2 separate regions of the Mus musculus genome follow, and region 1 is linked to region 2. The links are chromatin contacts, called in public ChIA-PET maps. All regions are on one chromosome and are shown on one strand. Each heading gives the region's core, a stretch centred on a gene start, on an enhancer-like site or on the middle of the called end of the contact. The rest is flanking DNA. Distances are from core to core; before and after follow the strand shown. Region 1 has its middle 58 kb from the start of Rps6ka3. Region 2 has its middle 180 kb from the start of Rps6ka3.

What was found. ChIA-PET counts read pairs in DNA pulled down with a chosen protein or histone mark.
Region 1: a contact with region 2 is called in an RNA polymerase II ChIA-PET map of memory CD8 T cells, with 6 read pairs. The contact joins two enhancer-like sites. A contact is called at or near these places in 1 of 39 promoter capture datasets (pre-B cells), 4 of 484 Hi-C or Micro-C datasets (CD4 T cells, CD8 T cells and embryonic stem cells) and 1 of 115 datasets of contacts at active chromatin or transcription factors (memory CD8 T cells).

The regions. Positions count from the first base shown.
Region 1 is chrX:159,194,764-159,201,542 of GRCm38.p6, forward strand. No RefSeq gene overlaps it. Among named protein-coding and RNA genes, the nearest start is that of Rps6ka3, 58 kb to the right of the region's middle. Within about 2 kb of position 4,863, at least 51 of the 459 cell types and tissues checked have an H3K27ac peak or open chromatin away from gene starts, as enhancers often do. A contact at or near this core is called in CD8 T cells and memory CD8 T cells, where this site is marked.
Region 2 is chrX:159,076,957-159,083,883 of GRCm38.p6, forward strand. No RefSeq gene overlaps it. Among named protein-coding and RNA genes, the nearest start is that of Rps6ka3, 180 kb to the right of the region's middle. Within about 2 kb of position 3,790, at least 39 of the 459 cell types and tissues checked have an H3K27ac peak or open chromatin away from gene starts, as enhancers often do. A contact at or near this core is called in CD8 T cells and memory CD8 T cells, where this site is marked.

The DNA.
Region 1 (6,779 bases), core at 3,613-6,112, 120 kb after region 2:
CAGCACTACCCAGCTATGACACCACATCAATAACCAACATGGCACTATAACTCTAAGGATTCTGTAGCGGCACGAACATTTTAGTGGTAACCAACAGCTCTCTAATTGACTTTTCCCACTACAGAAGTGGTAAATCCTGCCTGATACTAGAAACTTAGCCAGCTACCTGGGGCTAGTAAAATCATGAACCTTGGAGGAGAACCCACAACTGACACTTTACTAAGCCAGCATAATCCCTAACTGCATTCTAAATCCTTAGACCCACAATATATACTGAGTTACCCTTAGTCCAGAAAAGAACAACAAGCACTGACAGAGTGAGCCTCTTCAATTCAAGTAATGAATCCTGGACAAGCCTCCAATCACACTATTCCAAAGTCTCTCCAACTTTTAAGTCAACACTCCACTGGTCGAACACACGGCAGTCCTATTTCATTCCTATATTTTTCTCTACCCACACAGAGTACTGACTTGGAACAGCTCTTTCAAGGTTAGGATAAGGCTCTTTATATTTGTCTCCTAGTCCCCTTGATAAACTCTGATTTCCCAGAGAGACCTAACTTGAACATGTGTTCTGGCTTTCTACCCCACATCAGCTTGAATCTTCGAAGAAATACTGGAAGACTTGAGAGCAATACAAACGTTCTGGAAAATGTTGGTCCAATAAATAAAATTACTAATAGTCTTACATCTAATAATCCCACAAGTTTCTGAATAAAGATTCTAAACAATGTCATTTCATATGCCATTTGCACGAAATCATCCTAGGGTGTTTGTTAAAAGTGAAGAGTACTGAGTTCACCCCAGAGCAGCTGTCTAAGCAAACAAGAATTTGATTATGGAAACTCTGAGAGAGGATCCCAGAAAACAGTAAGAAAATGGGTCAGGGAAGAGAAGACAGACAAGAAGGGTGCACACAAAAGTCAATCACTACTCTGAACAACTACAGTTCAATCACACCAGAAACTTAGAAAACATACAGTACACCCATGTCAGATTCTTCTGATATGCAAAAGAAAGCAACATCCTCTGTGTATATATATATATATATACATGGAGAGAGAGAGAGAGAGAGAGAGAGAGATTGGAATATTTAAGATGGTAAAATCTGAATAAATACAAATGGGAACCAAAAGTCATCTGCTCCACCAAATAAATGTATAGTTTGATCAAGTTGGACAACATAGAACATGAAGAAAATATAAGTTAGTTGGATTTCTAATTTCCTAAGGGCTCTGTGACTAAGAAAGACATCTCGATCTTATTATCCCAACCCACACCAAAAATACTCTAATTTTAATAAGCCTTCTTTTTCTTATAATAATAGTATAAGACTTGAACCTGCTATTCACTACTATAATCTCTGAGCTGAATTTTTATTTTGTACCAAGGGAGCTGTTTTAGACAAACCCTGTGAACTTAAATAGGGAAAGTGATTCCTTGGCATGTAAGGTCCATTTGGTGCTTATGTCAAGATGGAGAAATCAAATGGCGCTAAATGTTCTGTCAGGTCAATACTTGATGACTTCATAGCTTTCACTAGCACTCTTAATGGTTCAACACTTAGCACTCAAGTCTGGGAGCTTTTTGTCAGCTCTTTGTGAAGGGGAAAGCCGTAGAGATGCTATTGAAAGGTTGTGTTTTTTTTTTTTTTTTCCAAAAGATTAGTTAATGCACTAGGGCATGGATTTTATTACATGATCACATAACACTGAGTAGCAGAACATATAGTGAGTGATCTAAAAATAATTACTGCTCAGATATCAATTAGCCAAAAGTTGGCCATGAACCGGGCTTTGGAAATGTGAAGCTGGGGACTAAGAGTGCACTTTCCTGGGACCCTGAGCTTTGATACAGCTGCAGGTCAGATGTGAATAAAATCAAACTACTGCTACTTCAGATCTCACTCACATTCCCTTCTTATTTTCCATAGCCACCCCTTATACTGTACTAACAGGGCTGCAAAGGGTCAATAAATGACTGTCACCATCCTTCTGTAAAGTTGGAAGCCATCTTAGCCCACTAAATACCAAAACAGAATCAACCTAATGTCTATTTGTGTTAGACACTACTGTCTTTCTAGAATACTGCATGACTTAGAAAAGTCACGGGAATGAAGAGAGATGAAAGGAATGAATGGGAAGCTGGAAATGTTACCTTGATACAGTATAACAGAAAGTCATTTTGCTCTGTGGTCCTCCTTTCCAAAGCGTAGCTCCAGTCCAATTATATGAAGAATGCCAGACAAATTTCAATAGAAGGGTGCCCTACAAAATACCACATAGGCACACTTTCTATGACCTAGTTATCAAAACCAAGAAAAATATAAGGAACTGTCACAGTTAAACCTAAAGAGGCCTGACAACCAAATGTAGCATGGTGTCCTGGAAGGGGATTCTGAAACAGGAAACTAGCACTGGAAAAAACAAGGAAATGTGAATAAATGATGGGTTTGGTGAATAATAATGTTTCAAAATTGGCTCATTAACTATAATAAATATGCCACTCTAACACAAGAAGGAATTGACAGAGGAACTGAATGCTGAGAAGAGGGGAAGGGGTGACACATAGAAGGACTATCTTACTTTTGGATTCATTTTCCCTAAAATAGAAAACTTTTCTAAAGCAGTCTATTTTAAAATGCATGAAAGGAAGTAAAGGAAGGGAAGGGTAAAGAAAGGGGGAGGGAGAAATAGAGGGAGTGGAGAAGGGCAGTAACTGAGGGGAGAAAGGAAAGACAGCATTAACTGTGCTGTAGGTAAGGGCCAAGTCAACTGTGCAGAAACATAAACAGGAAATTCTGCTATTTTATTGTATTTATTATTATTGTGCGTGTGTGTATACAGTGTGGAGTGGAGAGGGCACATGTGGAAGCAAAAGACAGCTTTCAAGAGTGTGTTTTCTCCTTCCATGGTGGGTTCTGGGGGGAGGGGTCAAACTCAGGTCTCCGGGTTACTCAATAAGTGGTTTTACCCACTGGACTATCTCACTGGCCCCATAAGTAAGAGAGTCTTGCAACACACAGTGTACATACGGATAACAGGCAATTGCCTGGTGGTACCCCCCAGCAAGAAGAATTTAAAGGGTCAAATCTGTGCTTTAGTCCTGAATGAAAAGATGTTATGTGGGCAGTGGGGAAGAGAGAAAAAATAAAAAGATGTTATGTGCCAGACTTTTTTAAAATTTACAGTAGACTTGGCCCTTATCTACAGCACAGCCTTGATTTATTAGTTATGGGATTTAAAATGGACCTACTACTCTAAGACACATTTGTCTTAAGAGACAACCTATTGTTTTCAGACTGCCAATATCACTAAGAAATGCAGAAGAAATTTTGTCTGTCTTTATCCCTGTACCCTTTATAGAGTTTGCATGAGTTATTGACTAATTTGAGAGAAAATGGAAGTATAAGGTAACTTGACATCTTGTTCATTCAGACTAGACTCTTCTATGGTGCCTCACTCATTAAGAACTAGCTTGAGCCAGTCATTGACTTATCTGAGAAATTCTGCTGCTTCCTTCTATTCTGAACGTCTATTCTGCCTAGTTAAGGAATGAGTATTGAGAGCCTTCTCAAGGATGGTGTAATTGGGAGATACAGGTTTGAGATCACACCATCAATAGTTGAGTTCCTCTCGGACTTTTCGATTTCAGATTTAGTGTTGAAGATAAGCAGTAATCAAAAGACCAAGACCCTGATGGTTTCACAAATTCTTCAACACACAATTCTGTTTCCCCCTCTCTACCCACCTTTACCACTGGCCTGGTCTCTGGTCTGTTGGAAGGTAAATACCAGGTCAAATAGAAGCCTCAGTGGTTGACATAGGTATAATTTAGAATCAGAGACCTTCAGTTGTATTTCAGTCCTCTCCACAACTAATTAAAACGCTCTTTAGTGTTCATACTGAAGACACTTCAAAGTGGAGACAGCACAGAGGATGCTGATTCGTTTTGTATAATATATCAATATCATATATTCAGATATATCCACATATCATATCAATAGTAACAAGCAACTTATAACTATTATGGCAAGAAAGGCAGTGGAAGCTTAGCAAATGGTTCTTCCTAGTGTTTCCCAGGGTAGAATATCCATCAGCTAGATTTTTAATTTCAAATTCCCACAAGTTGACATCAACCTTAAGTGGGGGAAAAGGGAGATTGGTATTATTTGGCTGATACAATACAGCTAGAAAGATCTCGTCAAATAAGAATCAGGATCTAATAGCAAGTGATTTTATGTTCTTCCTTCTTGGCCCCAGTCCTTTCTAAAGTTTCACTGTCCCTAGATACAACTGCTAATACATCTAACAACTAAATATGTCTCCATCCTGTGTTTCTTTCTTGAATTTCAAGTCAGTTTGTACGATGTCCAACATATTCTTCAAGGCCAACATAGACAGAATGGGTTCATTACGCATCCTCCAATCCAGCGTCTCCTTAAGGACTTCCAGTTGCAATAAATAGCACCACAGTTCAGTCAACTAGCAAATCCGAAGTGTGGAATTCGTATGCTGTCTTCCTACCTGCTGCCACAGTCAATGAGTAAACTTTCTTAGGTCTCAAGTCTTCGACCTAAATAAGCCTCCAAATCCTCTACTGCTTCCTCTCCTCACTCTTAGTCCTTTATCTATGATCCTACCTTTTATCAACACTGGTCTTTCCATAAGTCTAATCCCTTCCTTCATTCACAGCCTCTAATTCTTCTCTACTTGGAAACAACACCCAGTTACAGTGCTACCACCCCCAGTTATCTTTTTAGCCTTATTACTCTGACTTTATCTCTGGTACACTGTATACAGCAGATTGAAAGTACATTGGTTTTGCAAACATCCATGCAGCTCTTGCCTGACTGCCCTGTACCCACTTTAAGACTCAGTTCAACAACCACAGTCACTTCCTCTATGAATGTGTAATGGCATATGTTCCCCCCACCCCACCCACACACATAGTTGTTTACTTTCTCTCTTGGCTGTGTACTTGAAAGTGATTCTTATTGCCATGGATTTAAATTCTTTGGTCAAATGTCTGCTCCCCACCAATATCTGGAAGCTCCCTGAGAACAAAAACTGGGCTCTACTCATCATTACATCTACAGTGGCTAGCCCAGTATTCATAAATACACATCTAAAGTATGCTGGAATTTGTTACCAATGAATCATAGACCCACTGAAGGAAGCAGAGTAAAATGAGTCCACTTCAAACCCTGACACCAAGATTTGGGGGTGATATGACTTGCTCAATTTACAGACTGATTTGACAACAACAGTAGTAAATAGACTCAAATATCCTTCTTTATATCAGTTCTATTTCTACTATCCATCACTGTGTCTCAGATTCAAAGCATAAACGTTACTGAGCCTGTCAGTGTCTCTGTTTCTACTCATAGTCAACGGAAATTACTAATGCCTTCCTTTCCTATAGCATAGCAATTTTATTTAACTATGTTGAATGCTGTCTCTAAAAAACGCTTTGAGTTCAGAGTCACACCACAGTCAAGAGTCAGCGGCCCACCACTTTGATTTCAACTTCTCAGTTTACTCTCTCGCTTCCTCTATTGACTTTTCTTCCTCTTCAGCCTGCAAGCCAGCAGAAGCTAGAGGAGAAAGAGATTTGTGATTTCCTCTTCCACTCTAGCTCTACTTAACTAAGGAGAAAAGTATTGTGAAAAAATAAAACAGAAGGTCCTGCATTGCAAAATTTAAAATACTGTCATTAATGACTAAAACTTCACAACAAGTTCTAATTTCTTTAAAAAGAGGGCTTGAGGGTCAATGTGAACAATAACAATATTATAAAAAACAAAGAAAGGCTGTTGAAGTGTTGCAGATTTAAGGAGACGGAAAAAACGTGATAATTAAGAGTAATAAAGGATCCAACAGTCAAATCCTATGTTGCAGGGAAATGCTGTCATAAAGGACATTGTCAGATCAACTGACAAAAGTGGTATAAGGACCAAATAAATGTGTGATATCAATATTAAGGTGATAAGAGATTATAATAATTCTGCTGTGGTTAGGTTTTAGAAAACTCATACAAAAATATTTAAGAGTAAAGACATGTTGAAAGCAACTTACTCTTGTGATTTAGTAAAATACTGGGGGAGAAACGGTAGAGAAATGGGTAGATAAATTAATGGATAGATGAATGGATGGATGGATTGATAAAGTACATAGAAATAAAGTGAAATAAAACATTTCAGTAGGAAAAAGCCCAGGAAACTATGCAGATGCCCTTTCTACTATTTTTTCTGCTTTTTGAAACAGAAGCAATTTCATCCCAGGTTGGCCTGGAACTCACTAGGATTGACCTCATTCACAATTCTCCTACTTCAGCTGGAACTCACTAGGATTGACCTCACTCACAATTCTCCTACTTCAGCTTCACAATTGTTGGAATTGTTCATACTATTTTTTTTAACTCTTGCAGCTCTTCTACAAATTTGAAAGTAAGTCCGAATAGTCTTTAAAATTATGTTCGAGCAAGACATTACATTTGTGGTATTCGAGTTCAATAACCATATGTCTGTCATTTATCTGTCTATCTTCATTAATTATGTTCTTTGCACTAAACTAAAAAGTACAGGAGCTAAAGAGACAAATAAGCCTAATTTTGTCTAAATGGCTTCTTTCTAGTTCAGAAGAGAAGACATAAATACATAAAGTCCTGTCCAACAAGGGAGCAGTAGCCGTAAAGGGGGGAGGCAAAATGGAATTTCAGAGTGTTACAGCGGAGGCCAAACATGAGTGATCCCTTTGATCTAGAAAGGCATAGAAAAA
Region 2 (6,927 bases), core at 2,540-5,039:
TTCTTAGGCTTCATATGGTCTGTGAATTGAATCTTGAGTATTCCGAATTGCGTATTAGAAATGTTTAATTAATTAAATTAAAAGGAAAGCCAACCAATGCACACGGAAACACACAGACACACAGACACACACGCACACACACACACACACACACACACACACACACACACGCACACGGAACCAGAGTGTTTAAATTTGCAAAACCCATCTGCAAGGGGGGGGGAGCACAACAATAGAGGAAAAAATAAAGATTGACAATAAATCCCAAATGGAACATTTCAATAATTACGTAACTTGATATAAACTGGCATAATGAAGAGAAATGGCATTAAACAAAAGGAGAGGCAGATTTTCGAGGAAATCAGAACCAAATTTAGACCATGTTATGTGCTTGTAAATTCTGAAACCACTTAAAAGTATCTTTACTACAAATCATCTCTACACATTATTTGCACAAAGGGAAAGAAGAGAGACCACATCACAGTGTTGGCTCCTACTATATGTCAAGAATTGAGAACAAGCGACATGGATGGCATCAGTACATTTTTCTTTCTTCAGTCACATAAACCTGTGGTTCGGACCATCCCTATATGAGCAGGGGAACTCATATGTTTTGAGTGATACTGAAATATGGGCACATGGACAACTGAAATCGGGCTACAGATGCCATAATCTGTCTTCCATACCACGCAGCTGCCTCCAAACAGTCTACATGTTCATTATTGAAGCCCCCAATTTTTAACAGCCTGCCTTCATTTATCATTTCCCGAGTTTTTATTAAAACCAGTTTTGCTGGATTCAATTATGTAAGTACTGCTTACATAAGTCTACTCTGGTTCTACTATTTAAGTGTGGAGCTTCCAGCCACTAAGAATCTATAGTCTATTTCATCAGAAAGGAAACCTCATTTATTATCTCCTTTGTCAAGTATGCCCTCAAGCTTTATCCACACCATGGCGTTTATCACCTTATAAAAAAACACCAGTGAAGTCTTGGGTTAGAACAACAAAGTGAACCGTAACTAATCACTGGTGTTCTACATCTCACCTCCAATAGCCACTCCATTCATCATGGTACTGACTAAAGACACTTTTATACAAACTGCGTGCTTTCTTTGAAGAGGGTCAATTGAACCTGTCCTGTGTAATCTGGGGCTCTCTTGAGCATGTATCAGACCATTCTGAGGGGCTACTTAAAAACAGATCACCAGGTCCCACCTCCACATTTCTGCATCAGTGAGTCTGGGGTGAAATTTCAAGTCATTTACCTTTCTAAAAAGATCCCAGATGGTGCTGACACTGCTGGTCCTGAACCACACTTTGAGACCCACCACTCTATTGAAAGGCATAAAAAAAAATGAATGTGGGGCTAAACACATGGTTCATTTGGTAAAAGTGATAAGCATTACAAACATGAGAACCCTGTCAAAATTCCTGATGTGCTTGCAATCCCAATGGCTGGGGGAACAGAGATAGGCAGCCTTTTGAAACTCACTGGCTAATCAACCTGGTATTCTTGGTGAACACCAGGTTCAGTGAGAAAACCTATATCAAAAAATAAAATGAATACTGACTGAGAAAGACACACAATTTTGACCTTTGGTTTCCACAAGTGTGTGAGCAGACACACACACACACACACACACACACACACACACACACACATACACACACTGAACAAGGCATCCTCCCTTTCTTCTAAAGTAATGAAAACCTGGGTTTTCATTGAGGGTGGAAATGCACCTAGCTGCATGATTATATTTTTCAATCTCTCTTGCAGTTCTCTATGGCCATATACCTAAGTCCTGGCCTTTTAGTTCTAAGCAAAATGATGCATGAGAATTTCCGTAAGCCTGGTTAAAGGCATCAGGACCCCTAGAAAGAAGCCCATGCTGTATAGCCTTAGGGGTGGCCACCTCCTAATATCCCAGCCTTTGTGCAATCCCCTCCCCTTAGTATGGACTGGATTCTAATATGTGAAGCAGCTGTTATGTCATGAGGTACTCTAAAGAGACACCAGTGTGAGGGAGTTTGAAAGGAGATTGTCTGAGGCCTGCCCCAAACTACAGTAAACTTCCTATTTTGAGTTTCCAAGCTAACATCCTGATTGCAGCCTGGGATATCCAGGGTCAAAGCACTCAACTAAGAAGCTCCTGATTATGACCCGTAGGAAGGATTCAATGAGAACAACAGCAGTTGCACTCCTCAGATGCTGCGCTCATAACTAGCCTACAGCCCCTGGACTCTCCTCCACTTCTGCATCCCACTGGCCTGATACACAGGAATGGGAACTAGAGCTTCAGGAGCCATCCTGTGCCACAAGGATGGAATCCACCTGATGAGGATGTCGGTGAAGAGAGGCATCTGGGTTCCAGCAGTACTAGAAAGCAACACGGGCTTCATGTTTCCTGACTTCCTTATGTAGGGGAGAAATAACCCCTTCCCTTATGAAGCCTTAACGAGTTTATGGATGCCTGACTCTCCTCCTTTCATCAAGTCTATAAAACAACAATGGTATAATTTTTAACAGACACTTAGTTCTTACTATGTTCCAGTGTTCATACTGCAAAGTAACACTTTGCAAATCTTAACCCATGAAATTCACATCATAGCATTACTGGTTTGTTTTGTTTTGTTTTGTTTTCCCATTGTAATTAAGGAAGCTGGGACACAGAAAAGTTCTTGAAGGTCAGACAACTATTAAGTAGAAGAGCCAAGATTATAAACTCAGGCCACCCCAGTCATAGATTCTGTGCTTTTAACCCTAAGTCCTGTTGTGCTAACATTTACCAAGCACTTCCTGAGTGCCAGACATCATGCTAAGTGTCTTACACATGAGAGAACTAAAGCTTGGAAAGAGTTAGGTACCTTTCTGAAAAACCACGAGTCTAGAAGCGACAAGTTGAGATTCCGACCCATGTTTCTTGGCCTTTGGGGCCTGGATTCTTAATACTTGTAGACTGGGACTTCTATTTTAGGCTTCATTTATCTTCAAGCATTCTCAGGGTTATCTCACATAGCCAGTGTTCCCTAAACTTATCTGTATGCTTCATCCAGAGGTCTTGATAAATTTGGGTTTTAGATCAACACATGTGGGCCTAGGCCCAAGATTCTGCACGTCTCCCGGGCACCCTGGTGACCAGGATGCTGCCCACACAGGGGCATATGGAGGGTGCAGACAGCAAGAGATGGACATTATCCTTTGCAAGGCTCGAACTGTAGTATATATAAAAGAAGAAAGAACTAGAAATATTCAATAAAGTTCTCTTAGGGCTTTTAAAGCTCCTAGTGTGGTTCAGAATGTGATTCCCCCCCCCCCATGCCTTCAGAGCTCCTTTTCAAAGCAACTAAGTAATGTGAGTGACCACAAGCATCATTAAAGACAAAAGACCCACATGTCCAAGACCCTTATTTTACACCAGTGAGGAAGCACAGCCAAGAAGTGACTTGCCAAGGTTACAGGGCTAGGGAACATAGGTGCCACTGACACAGGCGGATGCTGCTTAGACCTATTATGCCTGTGGCTGTCCTATTCAAAGTCAGAGGCTGGTTGTTGATGTATGAGATAACTCTATTTCTGACCAGCTCTCTCCTACTGCTTCCAGCCAAGAGCTGGACTCAGAGGAACACCCAAAATGCCTCTTTCGTGATGCCTTGGGGTCAGCAACACACCCCCTATAGCCTGAACAGACAGGAAGCAAAAGTGAGACAGGAAGGAATATGCAGAGTGGCCTGAATTTAGGAGGATTGATACCACAAAAAGGAAGGGGTGAGGTTCCCACATGCCCTGAGGTGCAGAGGAAGTGGTTAGAGTCCTTGTGAGAGCTGACAACTTGAGAACAAAGGAATACTACAGACAGCCTAGATTTCAGGCTATGAAGAAGGGGTTTGCTGCTATATCTGTGACAAGAAATCCCGCCTACCCTGGAGCAGACCTGAGCTCTATAAAGGTACAAACCCAGGTAACAGAAAGACTAGAAAGACCAAACCTTCAAGGTCGAAGCTGGGAGCCAACCTCACCCTGGAGCCCTGGTTTCTAAATGTCTAGAGCAGTGGTTCTCAACCTTCCTAATGCTGAGACCCTTGAATACAGTTCCTCATGTTGTTATGACTCCAAACTATCAAGTTATTTTCATTGCTACTTCATAACTGTAATTTTGCTACTGTTATGAATTGTAATGTAAATATTTTTGGAGATAGAGGGTTCCCAAAGGGGTTGTGACCCACAGACTGAGAACCACTGGTCTAGAGCCATCTTCCTTTACTTAGTAGGTCTTTAGTAAAATCCACAGTCCAATGTGTCAGGTGCTGTGGGATACATAATGAAAGTAAAACAGCGTGGTCAGTATCCACATGTAATTAATTGTTGATTTCGTGGAACAATCTGAGTATTCAGAGTTCCCGAAGCAAGCAGGAAGAAATAGATGTTAGTAGAGGAGCTCACAAGGGAAAACAGGAATGAGCCTAAGGAAATCAGAAGAGGTTCCATGGAAAAGTTGCCATCTGAGTTAAGAGGTCCTAAGCAGGTGTGACTGAACACTAGAATGTCCTTGATTCTTACTCTGTCCCTGTATCGCCAGCCTTTAGCCTGTAACTTCATACCCATCCCCTGTTCTGGGGCATCCAGCCCCATGGCTTGCTTTGGCCATCCAGATGTTAGAATAGACAAAGGAGAGGTCTAAAATATTACCTAATAGATCAACTTGAATTTTTATATTTCAGTCATCACTAAGGAAATAGGCTAAGGCTACTCTACCAGAGGCCAAGACAAGCAGGCCATAGCCAATTCAGTCCAGTTATCCTAGTGAAGAGCTTGTCAGACTAATATATGAGTGAGCTCAGTCAAGGGCAACAGAGACACCTAGTCACCTGTTTCAAGCATGACGTGTTTATTATTGTATGCCATGGAGGTTTTGTGACTGTTTCAGGCATCATTATTATGAAAATAAGTAACTGATATAATAAGCAAAAAGTCTGTGAGACTGGAACACTTGAGTATTGCCTGGAGAGATTCCTTTGGAAAACTAGCTTCATGTGATTTTAATAAGTACTACTTAAAATAAGGCTCTGCTGGTTAAATACATTGGGGAAATGCCGAGTAAATGAAAATAACAGGTTTCTTGATGGAAGGCTTCCCAGGGACTTGTCTGCAAAATTGTACATTGTGAATCAGAGAGAGAGAGAGAGAGAGAGAGAGAGAGAGAGAGAGAGAGAGAGAGAGAGAGAGAGACTGTTTGAAAAGAAATATTTTCCAAACATTATTACTTCAGTGAGTGTACAGGAACATATTATGAGGCGAATCCCAGAAAATCCTGGGCCATTTTACTAGTAGCAAATAAGTTGCCCAAGAGCAGGGATAAGGTCTTTTATATCTGGTCACGGGTCTCAGGACCTACATGTAGTACTGTTGGCCATATCATAGGCACTTGGTAAGTAGAAGCTCAGGGAAAATGGTGAGGCAGGTGCTGGGGGATGAAATGTGGTGTTGTGGTTCTTCTTATCCCTGATCTTTTTTGTGCCTTGCTTATGCTGACAGTGAACATGTCCACTTTGTCACCTGGTTGAGCCCCCAACTCTTCTTCAAAGTTATTATTTCCCTGAGAGCATTCCTGACCTTCACTAACAAACGGGCAATGCAGCCACCTCACTGGGAGACAGACGGTTGGTTTAGCTTTCCTCTAGCACCCCAGGCACAGATCTTGCTGTAGGTGCTTGACAAGTATGCATGGGGAGAAATAGGAGGAGAAGCTAGGGATGAAGAGGAAAAGGAAAACAAGAAAGGAAGGACACAGGGGGGACAGGAGGTTAGGAAAGAGAAAGAGACAGAAGAGGAGAAAGAAGGAAAGGAATAGAACAAAAGGAAGAAAAGGAATTATTGAGACATACTTGGGGACCCTTTTATAGCAACAAACGACTGGTGCCTGATACTATTGGAGATTTTGTGACTAGGAGCATGTGATGGAGACAGATGAGTGCAGGGGAATGAGTTCACTCTTCATCCCACAAGGAGCTACAGAGTAATATTTTAAGCAATAAAGTAGTATCAGATAAGCTTTTCTCTGGAAATTGTTTTCTATTTGTCAACAGGTAAAACACTGTTGCACTAAAAATTCCACAGCAAACTGAGTATACTTTGTCAGTTACAAAAACAAAGGAAATAATGTTTAGCAAAAATACAATTCCTCCAAGTTTCTCAACCGCCTTAAAAGACACAGATGTCCTCAGAGGAGAGATGCTGTACAACTCAGGCCTGGTGACCGGAAGTGCTCACCCATGCAACTAAACTATTCATTTTTGTGCTCAAATGAAATTAAATCTGCCCTGGGGTCATTAAGAGAGGCACAAGTTCCAAGAAGCACAATCTACCATCAGAGTAGAATTAACTGTTTTCTTCGGAAAGCCAATAATACAACAGTGTTTCATGGAGATCTGTTCATCACCAGCCTGTATGCATAAAGAGCTTGTCAACATTACGAGCTGCATTCTCTACCCTTTATGGTTTCAACCCGACGCTGGCAGCTTCCTCACAGCTCTTGTGTCTGCCAAAGTGGAAGGAATGGTTTGTGTTTGCCTAAGGCTGCCTAACATTATGGGTACCTGAAATGTTCTCTGCTATGGAAGTAAAAGAAAAACAGAACATAACAAGTGTGCCTGTTGCAAGCAGTTGTCGTCCTGAGTAATTCAGAGATGGCTGAGAGCACTAGACTAGCTAAATGTTATTTGTATTGACATTTAATAAGAGGTGAAAATTCAATTCTGCCCAAATCTAAACAAGCCAAGAAAAATTACAGAAGCGAAATGGTTATCCAGAAACTCTTCAAGTGATACAAATCTCTCTCTCTCTCTCTCTCTCTCTCTCTCTCTCTCTCACACACACACACACACACACACACACACACAGTATGTGTGTCTCTGTATTGTGTGTCTG